Regions from separate parts of the Zea mays genome. Here regions 2 and 3 are each linked to region 1. The links are chromatin contacts, called in public Hi-C maps. All regions are on one chromosome and are shown on one strand. The core of a region is the stretch at or near the end of the contact, and the rest is flanking DNA. Distances in the headings are between cores, read along the strand shown. Region 1 holds the start of LOC103638627 (putative receptor protein kinase ZmPK1). Region 2 holds the start of LOC103638632 (ARM repeat superfamily protein). Region 3 holds the start of LOC103638622 (U-box domain-containing protein 34).

Evidence for each region. A called contact is a pair of places that touch in the nucleus more often than the background predicts.
Region 2: a contact with region 1 is called in a Hi-C map of tassel, with 3 times the contacts expected there. The contact joins the promoter of LOC103638632 here to the promoter of LOC103638627 in region 1. A contact is called at or near these places in 2 of 25 Hi-C or Micro-C datasets (ear and tassel).
Region 3: a Hi-C map of endosperm shows a contact between it and region 1, with 4 times the contacts expected there. The contact joins the promoter of LOC103638622 here to the promoter of LOC103638627 in region 1. A contact is called at or near these places in 5 of 25 Hi-C or Micro-C datasets (ear, endosperm, leaf and 2 more).

The regions. Positions count from the first base shown.
Region 1 is chr9:86,846,329-86,851,463 of Zm-B73-REFERENCE-NAM-5.0, forward strand. It overlaps LOC103638627 (putative receptor protein kinase ZmPK1), which reads left to right and starts at 2,576. Exons shown (of 1, transcript XM_008661484.4): 1 at 2,576-5,135. The coding sequence starts at 2,876. LOC100272765 (putative serine/threonine protein phosphatase superfamily protein) reads left to right here. Exons shown (of 6, transcript NM_001147218.1): 6 at 1,300-1,732. The coding sequence ends at 1,473.
Region 2 is chr9:87,621,996-87,627,130 of Zm-B73-REFERENCE-NAM-5.0, forward strand. It overlaps LOC103638632 (ARM repeat superfamily protein), which reads right to left and starts at 2,132. Exons shown (of 8, transcript XR_002265239.2): 1 at 1,635-2,132; 2 at 1-1,552.
Region 3 is chr9:86,252,057-86,257,191 of Zm-B73-REFERENCE-NAM-5.0, forward strand. It overlaps LOC103638622 (U-box domain-containing protein 34), which reads right to left and starts at 1,924. Exons shown (of 9, transcript XM_008661480.4): 1 at 1,643-1,924; 2 at 1,414-1,538; 3 at 1,199-1,314. The coding sequence starts at 1,829.

The sequences.
Region 1 (5,135 bases), core at 1,326-3,825:
TCTACATGTTCTCCAACCCCGTTCAGCATCAGCGCACCAAACATGTGGAGATGGACATTCACTTCGTTCGGGAACATGTTGCTCTTGGCAATGTCCGTGTCCTCCATGTGCCGACAACTTCACAGTATGCTGACGTCTTCACTAAGGGTCTGCCGTCTTCGGTGTTCACTGATTTTCGGACCAGCCTCAACGTTCGCTCAACGGACGTATTGACTACGGGGGGATGTTAGACAGCAATATTCATTGCCTTGTATATGGGCGTGATGCCTGGCTTCTTTAAGCAGCCGGCCAGCCTTGTATAGCAGGTTAGGATAGAGAGAGATTTGGGGAAGAGTCCATGATGGTAAGGATCAATTAGGGTCCTTCTGTTTCCTTGTCTAGAAGGTTTCCTTTCACCTCTTGCTCTTCCCCTATATATGTAACAGCACTCTTCTCTATCAATACACACACAATTCCTGCATTCTACTTTACTTACAGTCCAGTTGCATGCATGCAGTAGTAGGTACATCAACTCTTCACATGCGATACGAAAAACCAAACAAAGATCGTAACCGCTCATTCGAGCTCTGGTTAGTGTCATCTGATTCCATTTCCATTTTTGTGACTTAAACGTCACCAAACACCATCTTAGCGGCCAAAGTTTTAGCATTTAGATTGCATGGTTTCTAAGCATAATTTATTCACTAACGCAGGACATAATTGTTAAGCTTATGCATTACAACACAAGCCAGTGTGTTTGGTTGTCCTGTATAAGCAAGATGTGTTTGGCTGCTAGGCGAAATGGCCTTTAGCTGAGTTGGTTAGTTGGTCTTAGAAGCACTCATGTTCTGAGTTCGATTCCTCGTAGGAGCGAATTTCAGACTGTGGTTAAAAAATCACCTCGTCTGTCCCACGTCAAAGCATAGGTCTAAGGCCCGGTCCCGGTCGTTTCTCACATGGACTACAGTGCCGCTGTGTTGTAGGTTTGTCTCTTATGTTCCAGTAAAGGTTTCATGTTTTTAGTAGAGGTGGGGAAGGGGACAATATTTTATTTTTGTATGTCCATTGGCTTGTGCAAATCTGCATTTCTCAGAAACACCAAATGTGCCGTGCAAGGCTGCACAAGACTCTGGGCAACCAAACACAGGTTGGCTGCATTGCACTAGCCTAGATACAGGTTAATCCAAGCAGACTCTTATCACATCTGTTTTCTACCTATTATGTGGATTGCGTGTTTCTCCTTCCTTCACAGGCTTAGGCAAACCACTGCTTATTAAATGGAATAATATTTCGTTCTTTTTTGTTGATTGTGTGATGCAGGATAAGAACGTTGTGACAGTGTTCAGCGCGCCTAACTATTGCTACCGATGCGGGAACATGGCTGCGATCCTCGAAATTGGCGAGAACATGGATCAGAACTTCCTCCAATTCGACCCAGCTCCGCGGCAGATTGAGCCGGACATGACGCGCAAGACCCCAGACTACTTTTTGTAATCAGCATGCTGGCTTTCTTTCAACTTGTCTACTGCAGCGCCAGCACCTGTAGATCTCCTTAGAAAATGGTGTTTCCTCTAGCCGCCTTGTACCCCCATCATTCTTTTGGTGTGGAGATTTTATTGCCGCTTCTCAGAACATTGAGGTTGTTGAAAGTACATGGCATTGGGTCTTCCTTTTTTTTTGCCGTCTTGTATCTCCATTTTGTATGATTCTGAGACAAAAGAGAAGAGAAGCTGCAATAGAATTGTCTCGAAATATATTGTCCTGTCCAGAAGAACAGGTGTGGCTCCAAAAAAAAAAGGGAAAAAATAAAAGAGAGACAACAAGGAAAGATGCAGGAAATGGACCCGATGTTCCGTTGTGTCTGTTGTGATGCTTCATGCTTGGCTAGGGGAGTTCTTTCAGTGCTGTTTGACTCCGAATTGAAGGAACCTTGGTTGTTCAACCTACATCATCAGCTCACCGTCGAATGTCTGCCCAGACCGATGAGGACAGGATTCTCTCACCGGCTGTCATGGAGTTGAGAAGGATGCTGCCATGCTGTGATGCTGGACACCGTTCCATCTTTTTATCACCCTTTGCCCTCCGGCACGGACACTTGAGACCTCAACAATGCCTTATAGGCTCATACCTCCACCTGCACCATGTATTGTTGAGCAGAGCCGCTGGTTTGAGCTGAAGCTGTGCACATTGGTTAAGACTATGTTCAACAGCTTACCTATATGTTAACTAAAACATTGTTTTGCAACTGTACTATTAAGGAGGTGTTTAAATACACTAGAATTAATATTTAGCTGCTAAAATTAGCCGAGATATCTAAATAGTCTAGCTAATAGCTACTTTTAGCAAATTAGCTAATAGTTAACTAACTATTTGTTAGCTAGCTAATTCCACTAGCAAATTTTTAACTAACTAATTATTATCTCTAGTGCATCAAAACACCACCTAAGTTTGAATATGGGAATATGAACAGGCAAGATGCTCGAGACAGTCTAACAATATTCGCAACAAACTTATCTAGGGAGACCCGTCGTGTTGACCTGCTGACGAAGCTAAAGACGGTGATGTAAGTACACTAGGCACTCATAACAAGTTTGCTAACACAACTGATTAGCTTATTTTTAAGTTCGCATTAGTGTGTAACCATATCATATCACCACATGAGTAGGTGTGTAACCATAACAAATCATATCACCACATCTTAAGTAAACTAGACACTCATAACAAATCATATCACCACATGAGTAGGTGTGTAACATAACCTATCATATCATCACATCTTAAGAGAACCCTAAATATGCGCTGCGCCTGCTTCTCCTGACCATCATTCACTTGCTTCTCCTGACCATCATTCACTTGCTTCCCTTGACAACTGATAGTAGCTGCAGCATCTAATACCATGAATGAGAGCTCAGCAGCGGCCAGTAGTTATCTCCTCCTCACATTGATTATTCATCTGCTGCCGTTCGTCTCAGCCCATGATTTCCTGTCAGCCGGTTCGTCTCTCTCCGTAGAGCACAGCTCTGATGTGCTCCACTCGCAAGATGGCACTTTCACCTGCGGCTTCTACCGCATCTCCCCCAACGCCTCCACCTTCTCCATCTGGTTCTCCGGATCATCGGAAAGAACCGTCGTCTGGAGCGCCAACCCTCTCCACCCCGTGTACACCTGGGGATCCAAAGTCGAGCTAGACGCCGACGGGAGCATGGTTCTAAAGGACTACAATGGCCAGATCGTGTGGACCAACAACGCGAGCGTTTCGGACGCTGGGCATGTTCAAGCTCGGCTGCTGGGCACCGGGAACCTCGCTGTGGAGGGAAGAGGTGGCGCCATCCTGTGGCAAAGCTTTGATTCTCCTACTGACACCTTGTTACCTACTCAGAGAATCACTGCTTCCACAAAGCTGGTCTCTACTAACAGGTTACTTGTTCCTGGCCACTACAGCTTCCGTTTCGACGACCAGTACCTTCTTTCTCTGTTTGATGACGAGAAAAACATTTCTTTCATCTACTGGCCAAATCCGCGTATGACTATCTGGGCGAAGGGTAGAGTGCAGTTCAACAGCACCATGTCTGGGGCTCTTGACACCTTGGGACATTTCCTTGCAAGTGACAATGCAACCTTTACAGCTGCTGACTGGGGCCCTGGTATCATGAGGCGGCTAACACTGGATTACGATGGCAACCTCAGATTGTACAGTCTTAATGTGGCAGACAGAACATGGTCGGTCACATGGATGGCGTTTCCTCAGCTTTGCAATGTACACGGTCTGTGTGGCGAAAACGGAATTTGTGTGTATACGCCTGTGCCTGCTTGTGCGTGTGCCCCTGGTTTTGAAGTCATCGACCCAAGTGAGCGGAGCAAAGGCTGCAGACCAAAGACCAACATCAGTTGTGATGTGGAGAAGGTGGATTTTGCTAAGCTACCCCACACTGATTTCTTGGGGTATGATATGACTGCCCATCACTCCGTTTCTCTTGACTTTTGCAAGAAGGAGTGCCTGCATGATTGCAACTGCAAGGGTTTTGCATACTGGGAAGGGATTGGTGATTGCTATCCGAAGTCTGTTCTTGTTGGCGGTGTAACCCTGCAGAACTTTGCTAGTACTGGTACGATGTACATCAAGATTCCTAATGGATTACAAGTGTTGGATGCCTCAATTCCGCAATCACAACCTTTTGGTCCCAAGTATAGTCCTGACTGTGGTACAACAAATAGATACTTCATAGCAGATTTTCTGGATAAGCTTAAGAGAGATCATAGTGGATCAAAGTATCTGTACTTCTATGGATTCTTGTCAGCAATATTTCTGGCAGAGGTAGTGTTTGTTGGATTAGGATGGTTTATTTTGAGGAGGGAATACAGAGAACTGAGAGGAGTATGGCCAGCTGAGCCTGGATATGAAATGATAGCCAATCATTTTCGCAGGTATGCCTACAGAGAGTTGGTGACGGCGACCAGAAAGTTTAAGGACGAACTTGGAAGGGGTGCATCAGGCATTGTATACAAAGGCGTCTTGGAAGACAAGGGGGCAGTAGCTGTGAAGAAATTAGCAGAAATAAACCAAAGTGAAGAAGAATTCCGGCATGAACTGAGTGTGATTAGCATGATTAACCATATGAATCTAGTGAGAGTTTGGGGATACTGTTCCGACGGTCCACACAGGATACTGGTTTCTGAATGTTTTGAGAATGGTTCGTTGGATAAAATCTTATTTGGTAGCAAGGGTTCAGAAATCTTGCTTGGATGGAAGCAAAGGTTTGATATTGCGCTGGGGGTGGCTAGAGGATTGGCCTATCTTCACCACGAGTGTTCAGAGTGGGTCATCCACTGCGACGTGAAGCCTGAAAACATACTGCTGGATGAGAACTTGGTGCCAAAGATTGCAGACTTTGGCCTTGCAAAGCTCCTGAACAGAGGTCGATCAAACCTAAACGTTTCAAAGATCCAAGGAACTAGAGGTTACTTGGCGCCGGAATGGGTTTCTAGCCTCCCGATCACAGCAAAGGTTGATGTCTACAGCTTTGGAGTGGTGCTACTGGAACTACTAATAGGAGCACGTGTCTCAAACATGGGAAATGATGAGGATGTGGAAGCAGAGATGGTCCTTGGAAGGGTGTCAAGGCTGGTCAAAGAAAAGCTGCAGTCGGATGATACTG
Region 2 (5,135 bases), core at 882-3,381, 780 kb after region 1:
ATTGAGAACCTTGTTTGCCACCAGACTTTTGCTAGAGTTTTCAGACACTAAACAATCACAAGCTGCTGTCCAGCATTAACGCAGACCCAGGCACCCAGCCCCGGACATGGAAAGGTTGGAGAACTGGGCTCTAGGCAGGTAGCAACAGTTTTTGAATAGCAACATTGGTGTGTTGTGTTGTATAAAGATCTGACAATGGTATCTTTGTTAGATGTACATTTTTAACTTGTTTTGATTTGAAATAGCACCTTGGTGACATGTGATGGTATACCAGATTGAGTTGCCCAAAAATTTTCTGTGAGCAACTGCCTTTGGGGAGACCATCTTCTTGTTAGTTTGAGTTTTGCATGAGGGGTAGTAACACTTGAGTTTACATCCTTGGGTCTGTTCTTTCAAGTGTTATATTGAAACAACCATCAACTTAGTTTAAATGGCATCTATCTATTGTTGTTCTGCAAAGAACATGACTCCTTGTTGGGCCAGGCTTGGGCTTCACTCGACATGTTACATGTAGGAGGATGAGTTCACAAGAACCATAATATTTATGCCTTGCGAACTCAGAGCGATGGTAAATAAGGTCATAAGATCCTGTAGACCCTTACCAATCAAATATCAAAGCATAAAGGTCACAAATAAATTTTGAAGGACCCGTTATGGTTATGATATGCGGATAGAAGATGGATCTAGCATAATAGTTTTTCTATTCATAGCGATGGTGTGGCTTGCAAATGTGGCAGAAAGGCTTGGTATATAGTTATGGATGTGAAAAAAACCGAAGCTCATTGATATCGTCGACAACAAAAGGGTTCTGTTGCACATCCTTAATCCTAGGATATGGTCTGATCGATTAAGGGGAAAGCTACAGCCTTGTCACAATCCGGACAAACACCGATCTTAGTTACTTTATGAAATTCAAATTTTGGCTTAGCCAATGACTACATTTGGATGCAGTCCAGTTAGAACCACTCATTAAAAATTATTAGTCATAAGACCAAGATTAGAAAACAGGAACAATAAACTATGAACAGGCTCGACTACTGCATACTAACCTCAAATATTGCATCTCTGGAGTGTTCATATTCTCGGGATACCACGCTCCTTTGAATTATCCTCACTTTTAAGTAGCTCATCTTGACTGTTATGTCCGCACTTCCCTGCTTTTTGGCATCTCAAGAACTTCCACTTCATAGAGTACAAGCAAATGAATAAACTCTGTTGGGATTCCACAAAATAATCTAGGGAGTTTAAATTAACGTATCTTTGGGTTGGGCCAAATTATGTAAGATTATTATTGGGTAACATGTTAATAATCTTACACAAGTATTCTGGATCAGGAATCTTCACCTATTGATGATAGAGTAAAACTTGAATGGCAACTGTCCACATATCAGACGTCATGAGCAAAATTTTGAATAATGTTGATCCACTACTCTGCAAAAAAGGATGTCAAAATCAAGGCTAAAATATTACTCCATCCTAAACCGCAGCAGCAGTGACAATTTCCTCTGCGCTCGCTCGCTTCTTTATTATTAAACCAAGACACATCAGACATCTGATCTGGGCAAATCACTAAGTCAAAACAAAACAAAAAAAAACAGTATACGAGATCGCTGACAAGTATTTTAGATCCTTACACCATCAGCTGTGCAATGTCCTCGCGGAAGACACCCTTCCTCCTGGCAGTGACCGACGGGAACGGGGCGTAGGAGTAGGAGATGTGCCTGCACTGGCTGCTCGCGCTGATCCTGTTTGGCTGGCAGTGACCGACGGCGTCCTGAGCGCGGACGCACGACAGCGGGGCTCGGCGAAGGCAGTACCTGTAGACGAAGTCCCGTATCCTGGGGTGGTTGGGCGGGATGAGGCGGCGCTGGATGCGGAGCGCGAGGCGGTAGGTCCCACCAGCAGCGGCGGCGGCGGCCTGTCCCACCAGCAGCGGTGGCACCGGCGGAGTTGCTTGTAATGGAATAAGGGGGCGGGGGACGAGACTTGTCGAAGCGGGGAAGGGGGAATACTGAGTCGAGGCTGAAGCGTAGGGGCACCACCGCTGTTTAGGGTTTGGGAGCCGCCGTGTGACCATTGTGACGGATGGACGAACAAGGGAGGGAAGCGGGGTCCAAACTGAATCGGTCGAGGTGCAGTCTCCAGTCGAGGCCCATGGTAACAGGCGAGAAAGTGAAGACAAAAAATATAAAAAATGTTACACGCATCATGCTAAGCATGGTGAAGTGTCATCGTAAATGACAAACGTAGGCGTGGAGAGAGGTGGGTTCAGGTTTGATTTAAAAAACCTAATTAGAAGGAACTATTTAGATGATAGGATTATTTAGTATGAATCTAAGTCTTAAATATCATACGAAACAGTTTCATATTTAGAAATGTCTACTATACTTACTAACATCTAAGACAGTTCTTATTGTCTAGATGACTCTAATAATATCTTTATTTGAGATAGTTTCATATATATATATATATATAAGTGTCTAATATACTAACCAAAATCTAGGACAATTCTTCTAATCTTAATGACTCAAAAGATATATTTATTTGAGACGATTTTCAATAACGATCTGCCTTAAATAGATATAAGACATTTCTTACGATGTATTTGTCTCAAAACACTTCTTTATTAAAGACGGATCTCTAACAAACCGTCTTACCTTACTCATCACCATTTGATAAAAGACGCTTCTATAAAATGCACTGATATCCATCTTAAAATGTGCGTCTTAAATAAGCATATCTCTAGTAGTGCTCGCCTCCCCCATGGCCGAGCGCCCTCTCCAGCCGCCGATGCTCGCCAAGCCCATCTCTCATGGCGCCCAGCCCGGTTTCCAGCGCCCTCCTCCACCACCGCGCACCTCTGGCCGCTCCAGCTCATCGATCCGCAGTCGTCTTTGTTTCTCCGTCAACCATCCTCTTCCTCCGGACAACGCGCTTGTCCCCCGCGCAACGTCGTCTTCAACCTTTGGCTCTTCTTCCTCAAGCGTTGTTCCAGCAGCTCGCTCCTCGGATCCTCGTTGCCGGTCTTCAGTCCTCGTCAGTCGCTGACGTGCAGCACGCCTCGGTCTCGTGCTCGCCGTCGCTTGATCGTGAGCTGTTCGCCCTTGCAAGCTCACTACCGCGCGCCCTCCGGCTAGTGCCTTTCTGCGTATATTGTGCGTCGTCGACCCGCGTTGTGTCTCGACGTGCTTGTCAATTCCGATGATCGGTCTTTCAATTGCGCGCGGCTTGTAGTCAACCCGGTCGTTGCCACCACCTCAACCTCGTCAGCCTACCTCCCATCCCTATGTGCAGGTCGCGTTTGCGCTTATCGCCGGTGAGACTCTCGGTTCTTGTTCTCGCCTAGCGTCGATTGATTAGATACTAATTATTTGTGTGTTTGTGCGTGATTGGAGGAGAAAAAGGTCCTAGAAATTGGTTGGAGAAGAAGGTTGTAGCGCATGGCTCACCAAGTGTTCGATCAAAGACTTCAATTAAAGGCTATCGTCGTTCAGGCAAATATCAAATCAAATTGAGATGTGGTGAGCCGATTCGCTATTTTTACTATTGGTTTTATGATCGTGAAATAAGACGCTTCGTATGCGCATGAAATTTAAGTTAGAAATACCAGTGATGCGAGGTGTGCTTCGATGAAATTGAGATGTAGCATTATTTAGGTTTGTGATATTCCTGCTTATATCCATTCATATGCACCATGCATCTCATTAGGTACGCTAGCTGAGAATCGTACGAATCAAAGGACAAGGACCAAAGCTGAGTCGACCACAAGATGCTGTAAAGTGTGAGCCACTCGCGAGGTGATGCTGATGGACGAACCTGAAGATGGATAACTCAAGCAAGTGCTAGGCTGAGACATGGTCGACAAGCAAGTCTCGTCTAACAAACACTAACCTAGTGTTATTCCAGGCAAGCCACGGTGCATTATCCCTTTCCTTGTGTTTTAAAATCTTTATTACCTTATATGATGCATTAGGTGATAGGAGTTATGTGCTAAACAATTGATGCATTTCCTTCCATGGAAAATTGATCACCATTCCTTGATTCCATTTTATGAAAAGGCTTTTTATGATGCTTAGCCTTGCTCTAGAAAACAAAATGTTTTGTTTTAAAATAAAAGGTGATGCTTCGCACTGGATGGGGATTTTTACAAAGAAAAGACTGATGATGGTGGATCCATCATGGCCATGATGGGTTCAACATCAGAAAAGATGTACCTCTGCCAGGTACCAAACTTTGGGTTTTAAATAATAAAGCTGAGACCGGGCGGGTGACTTGCACGAGAAGGAAGTATCGATGTAGTGTCTCCGTCTCAGTCGATTAAGGATCATGTCGATGTAGGCTTGATGATCGAGGACCTTTTAATAGGCCACATGCCTCATCATGGGTAAGCTTTGCCTCGGTCGGACCAATACCAGAAAGGCCACCACGCAATGGGAGTGGAGAGATGGCGAGAGTAGCGTGTACCCTCCGTGGCAAGAGGTTGGACGGTGGTGTATCTGTGCTCTCGGTTGGCGTGAACCCGTTCTGGTCTTGAGAAATCCTGTGGCGAGTTGACATATGCAAGGGTTAAGTGATAATATGTCGTGTGGTTGGAGATCCCCAGCTGGGTATTAATCGATTCAGATCGCCGTTACTTCTCGGACATGAAGACTTGGTCACTGACTTACACGTAGCAATCCAGTGAACTGAAAGGTTGATAAAAAGACGGGTAGTATAGGCCAAGTGCTTGAACTAGGATAGAAAAAACTCTAGATGCAGGTAACTTTACTTAACCTAACAAGTAAAAATGGAATTTTAAGGATCCACTCATAGTAAGCTTTTCTACAAACAGAGTCTTTGATTCTTGATAAGCTTTACCTTGATTCCCAAAAGCCAGCATATGCATATGAGACTAACGCAACTTGAACGGATCAAATCAGAGTTAAAATGGAGGAGTTATGAATTTCCTAAGGTTTTATGTATTTGATATAATATTAATTAGGAAATAAATTTTAAAGTGGCTTTCTTGTCAAATCAGTGGTAATAGATGATAAACAATAATCTTACAAATTATTGAAACTAGAATGGATTAATTTGGAGTTCCTACGAATTTTCTATGAGTTAATCAAGTTTCTAAATTTATTTTTGCACTAAAA
Region 3 (5,135 bases), core at 674-3,173, 590 kb before region 1:
CAAAAGTAGATCCACCAAAAACATATGGCAGTTGAGTCACGTCATGCACCAAACTATACAACTGAAAAGGAAAAGGGAATCCAGCTGCTGCTCCTTTGCAAATGACATCTTCTAGTTTCGCATAAATAGATTTATGAGAACTGACAAAGGCAACCTTTGCACAAAAATAATTGTTAGCAAAAGTCTATGAGTTGTGAAATGTCATGTCTGACATGGGACGCCGGAGAGGAGAGTTTTATGCCTACCAAAAACAATTCTTTTCATCTTTGCATGCACATCTTTTGAGATGATCACGAAATTTAGAAAAAGAGGTTAAAGCAGTAAAAGCACTATTAATGCTGAGCCCTTTGTGGCAAAACATCCCAAAATGGACACTCATCTTTTTCCAATTCATTCCCAAAGGTGGTCATTTTTCAACCAACTGCTCAGTTGGAACGAAAAGCAGAGATGAGTTGTACTAGTCCTACATAACTGGCACAGATCAGCATCAAACAGGACCTTACTGCTGCCGAGTCTTGCCAAGGGGGAGAATAGGTTAGTCCTATTCATATTTTACTCAAAAACATAAAAGAGCTTAAAAGAGGTTTGATCTTCATAAAAAAAAGCAGATCAATTCCAGTGTACGTGCATGCGTCCAGCTTTCCAATACCAAATGCTGTGCCTGTGTGCGCATCCCACTATCTCAAAAGGTTTGTCTGTTTGTATTTTGAGTTTTGTTTTCCCTTTTGTTCCCTACCATTGCTTTGGGCACATCCCACTATGCCAAATGCGCGCGCACATCTCACTATCCCCCCCCCCCTTTTGCTCCCTTGCTTTCCTTTTTTGTTTTAATTAGGAAAAAGGCATGATCCATCACATCACTTGTGGGGTTCTCAAAAGCAGAATCCTAGTCTTTGTGTTTGGAGAGATTTGCAAAAAAAATAAAAAAAAAGTGCTAGCCTTTGACAGAAAAGACGCTCAATCCTGACGAAATGTTTGCCAAATCGTTGGTCTGACAGAATGAAGCTCGTTTCACTGTCTCCAAAAAGGGACACTCCTTTTTGCTCCCTGTGGCCTTTATTCTTATAGTTTTACCTCACTTCAGTAAAATTATTTAATTTCAGTAAAACTTAGCAGCGATTCCCTGAATCCCTATAACATGGACATTTGGTTTCTCAAAAGTGAAATTCCAGACGCCTTGTGTACTAAAAATCCTCACCTCCGGAACCAGCTGAGGGAGGCGGATCCGAGCACGAGGCTGCGGACGCCGGACTCCGCCGCGTACCTCACCAGCGCCTCGGCGACGCTGTCCCCTTCCAGAACCACCGTCTCCACCTGCGAATTTGGCAGGCTCGAACCAGTCGATCAGAAACGACGCAGTACCAGCAAAGCTACGACGCGGAGTGAAACGCGAGGGGGGCCACTTCCACTCACGCTTTTGCCGCGGCCGACGAGGCGGCGGAAGGGGAGGAAGATCTCCTGCGCGAGCGCGCGGTTGTCCTGCGCGTACATCTCCACCACCTCCGGCTCCATCTTGTCCACCGGCACCCTCTCCCCGGCTTCGCCACACCGAGAAAGAAAAACCGTGGAGCCCATCGTTAGGTGGCTCCCATTTGGAACCCAGAGGACTCGAGGAGGGGAAGTGAAGTGAAGTGGTCCTTACATGGAGACGGCACGAAGGAGACGGGCGGGATGACGTGGACGAGCGCGACGCGGCCGCCGGGCGGGACCAGGCTGGCGGCGGCCCACCGCGCGGCTCGGCGGCTGGCGCGGCCGTCCCCGCGCACGGCCACCGCGACCTGGAACTGCATGCCCCCGCCGTCGCCCGGCGAGGACGCACCCTCCTCCATCCCTGCGGCGCCGGCCGGGGGAGGTCGCGAGGTCAACTCAACTGAGCTGCTGCGGTCTTGCGGGCAAGCAACGGGCGGGCCGCGGGCGGGTTCCTTCGAGAGCACGGCGGTTGGGTTGCGTTGTTTTTAATGATGATGAGCTCGTTCGTTCAATGAATGGATGTTTCGGGGCTGCGCTCACCGTGACAGTGACGTGGAGGCCGGACCGTCTTCCGTGGGGCCCCCAGTTGGACTGGGGACGCGCGTGGTGACTGGTGCGCGTTCGTGAGGGAGATCCGGATGAAGGGTTCGTTTCGTTTTGGTCGGCGATTTCGGCATGTTGAGCTTTTATCTTGTTCATTGAGGATGGATGACAAAAAAATCAAAGTAAAAAAAATCGTGGATCTCGATGTTAGAAACAATCTTGTCATTAGGAGATCTGCATGTTTATATTTCGTTTTGCATTTAGCTGTAGGGAGTCGGCAAGGCATGAGGCCAGCAACGCCATGGGAAGTGGTAACTGCGTACGTGTGGACGGAAGTGATTTTCGTGGCGAAGGAATAGATCCAGCGACTGGGTTTTTGCACGTCGTTGGCGTGAGACTCGCCGGCCATGTGCCTCTTGATTAGTGTGTGCATGGACTTGGAGATGGAGGTGTGTGGCGTGAGTGAGACTCGCCATGAGCATGCTGTTGTAGCGTGCACGTAGAATAGGATCGTGGAGTCAGTCTCGGGCGACTGGGCTGTTGGTTGTTATCACTTGCATGCATGTATCTGGGAGTCTGTTGGTTGTTATCACTTGCATGCGTGTTCCTTTGTAAACTACTAGTTGTGTGCGTGTGTTCATCAGAAAGCAAACTGAAACTACTAGCTTTTTAGTGCTTGAGATTAGGCAGCACTTGTGACGACAGGAGTGATTCCAACACTCGCATCTCAATTGCTTCGACTATCGAGTTCGACCATGTTCTCAGGCTATGTTGAGGGGTTTGTTTGTTTCCATCCACTAGGGTCTTGTTCGGTTGCGACTGGATCGAAAGGGATTGGATGAGATTAAATCACTCTCTAGTCAAAATTAAATAGAAGGAGATTTAATCTTGTTCTATCCACTCCAATCTAGACGCAACTGAACAAGGCATAAGCTTTATTGACCGAAGTTTATTCACTTTTAGTGAGACGGAGCCGCTCCTTTCCTAATTTGTTGTTGTTTGGATTGGTTCCATGTAGAATAGGATGACTCTAAATAAGAAAAATTATGTCTAAATGTTGAACCATCCGGCTCTATAAAATCCATTGGATGGAGCCGCTCCCTGGTTTGAGTCGCTCTATCCCAGCTAGTTTCGGAACCAACCACTAACTTAGTTCCTAAAGTGCCAAACAGGATGACTAAAAGTGGCCTCCAAAACTTTAGGTGTCGTTTGGTTCACAAAATGTAACGTAAATGGTAATGATGATGATTCACATACGAATACCGACAGTAACAAGTTTGAATAGACTGGTATCCATTTTTAGGGTTGTATCCTATTACGGTTGGACTTAAATAAACATGATTTTACGTTATCAGTTATTGACCGGCCGTCGGAAGTTAACTTAACTTCCGAGAGGCACTAGTCGCCACTCGGAAATTATTAATTTCCTACGGTTTCGAAAAAAAACCGTAGGAAGTTATTTGCCTCTCGGAAGTTGCTTATTTTGGTGTAGTGCATTACCAATCTATGAATCAAAAGGCACCTTAGTCCTTAGTCACCAAGGGGTGACTAAACTTCCATTTTTACACAATATATACCTCATCTGGCCCCCACTGCCCCTTCTAAAAGTGGACCAGCTGCAATAATTAGGAGCAATCTTGTCTTTATACACATTAATTAATCTCTTTAGCCAGTTTTGGTCCTAGAACCAAACATGGTACTATGGACTAAAGTTTATGAGGGTGACTAAAGGAATCAAAAGAGGTCTTAAGTGTATTCGATCCGGATTTAAATAGGAAAAAATATATCTTTTCATGACTTTGTAGAATCGGTTTGAGCATGCATGCATGAGTCTTATGATAAGGGGCATCTTTTTTCGGCTTCTAGCCAGATTATAGTTGTCAGAATTAGCTTCTAGCAACCAAACACTTCGTTTTTCATTATGATTCTGTGAAAATCGACCAAATCATTGTAAATGCATAATCAATTGGATTATGTGAAAATCGCCCAAATCATTGTAAATGCAGAATCAATTGAGTTATCGCGTTGGGAGGAATCTACCGTTTGCTAAACCCTAAACCGTACAGACCATTCATCTAATCCGTACGCAAGCCTGACAATATCTAGATTATCGTAACATCTTAATTATCTAAGAATTCAGATTCTCGGAAAAGCTTTTCAGAAAAAGCTAAGAAATACTCGAAATAGACTAAAAAGGACATGGACTATTCCTGAACTTGGTCTGTGAAGGTTGACCTCGACGCACAAACAAGTCGACTATAGTGTCTTCTGTTCGACACTTAGGGTGTGTCTAACAACTCGTATATATAGCTATGTAAAATATTATTTTGTATTATACACATTACTACTTATAAAATGGAGTTTGAGATATAAGAGCCGCTGAAGATAGCGCACATCTCTATGACATCACTTACACACAGAAATTAAAATAAATAAAGAATTTTTTTTTTACATGAGCGTGAATACCTCTCTAAGGGTGTCCCTAGCTAGTTGGTAGTTATTTATAGCTGCTACATTGAGGACATGGATGACAATTTCATGCTTGCTCGTACCTACATCCATATTATTATTCTTACTTTTCACTTTTTCCAATTTTATCTATATCATCTATTGGATAATAACCAATTTTATCTACGCTTTTTCCAATTTTATTTGTATCATCTATTGGATAATAACCAACTTTATCTACGCTTTTTTAGGTTTAAGTGATACTCACTCAATCCTAAAATATAATTCGTTTTCGACTAATTACATATTCATCAAGTAAGATCTAAATGTAGTTTCCATATATCATTTAGATGAATGTGGATAGAAAGAAGTGAGATAAAATTAAAAGAGCTATATTTTATAACGGAGGGAGTAGTTTGTATTTATAAAGTATATATATCAGGAATACTTTAAGCGTACCGATTAAAAAGATGTGGCATGTGGATCTAGCTCAGACTCAGTCTGCTAGTCCACATGTTAAAATGAAGACTGCGTGATCGAGTAAGGCAAGAAAGATTGCAGGAATTACACCGTATTTAGGTCATATCATTATTGTAACAGAAGCATTTATAAGGAAGCTTTGATAGCGATCAGGATATTTAGATCCTTATAACTGAAGTAGACCAAAACTTACT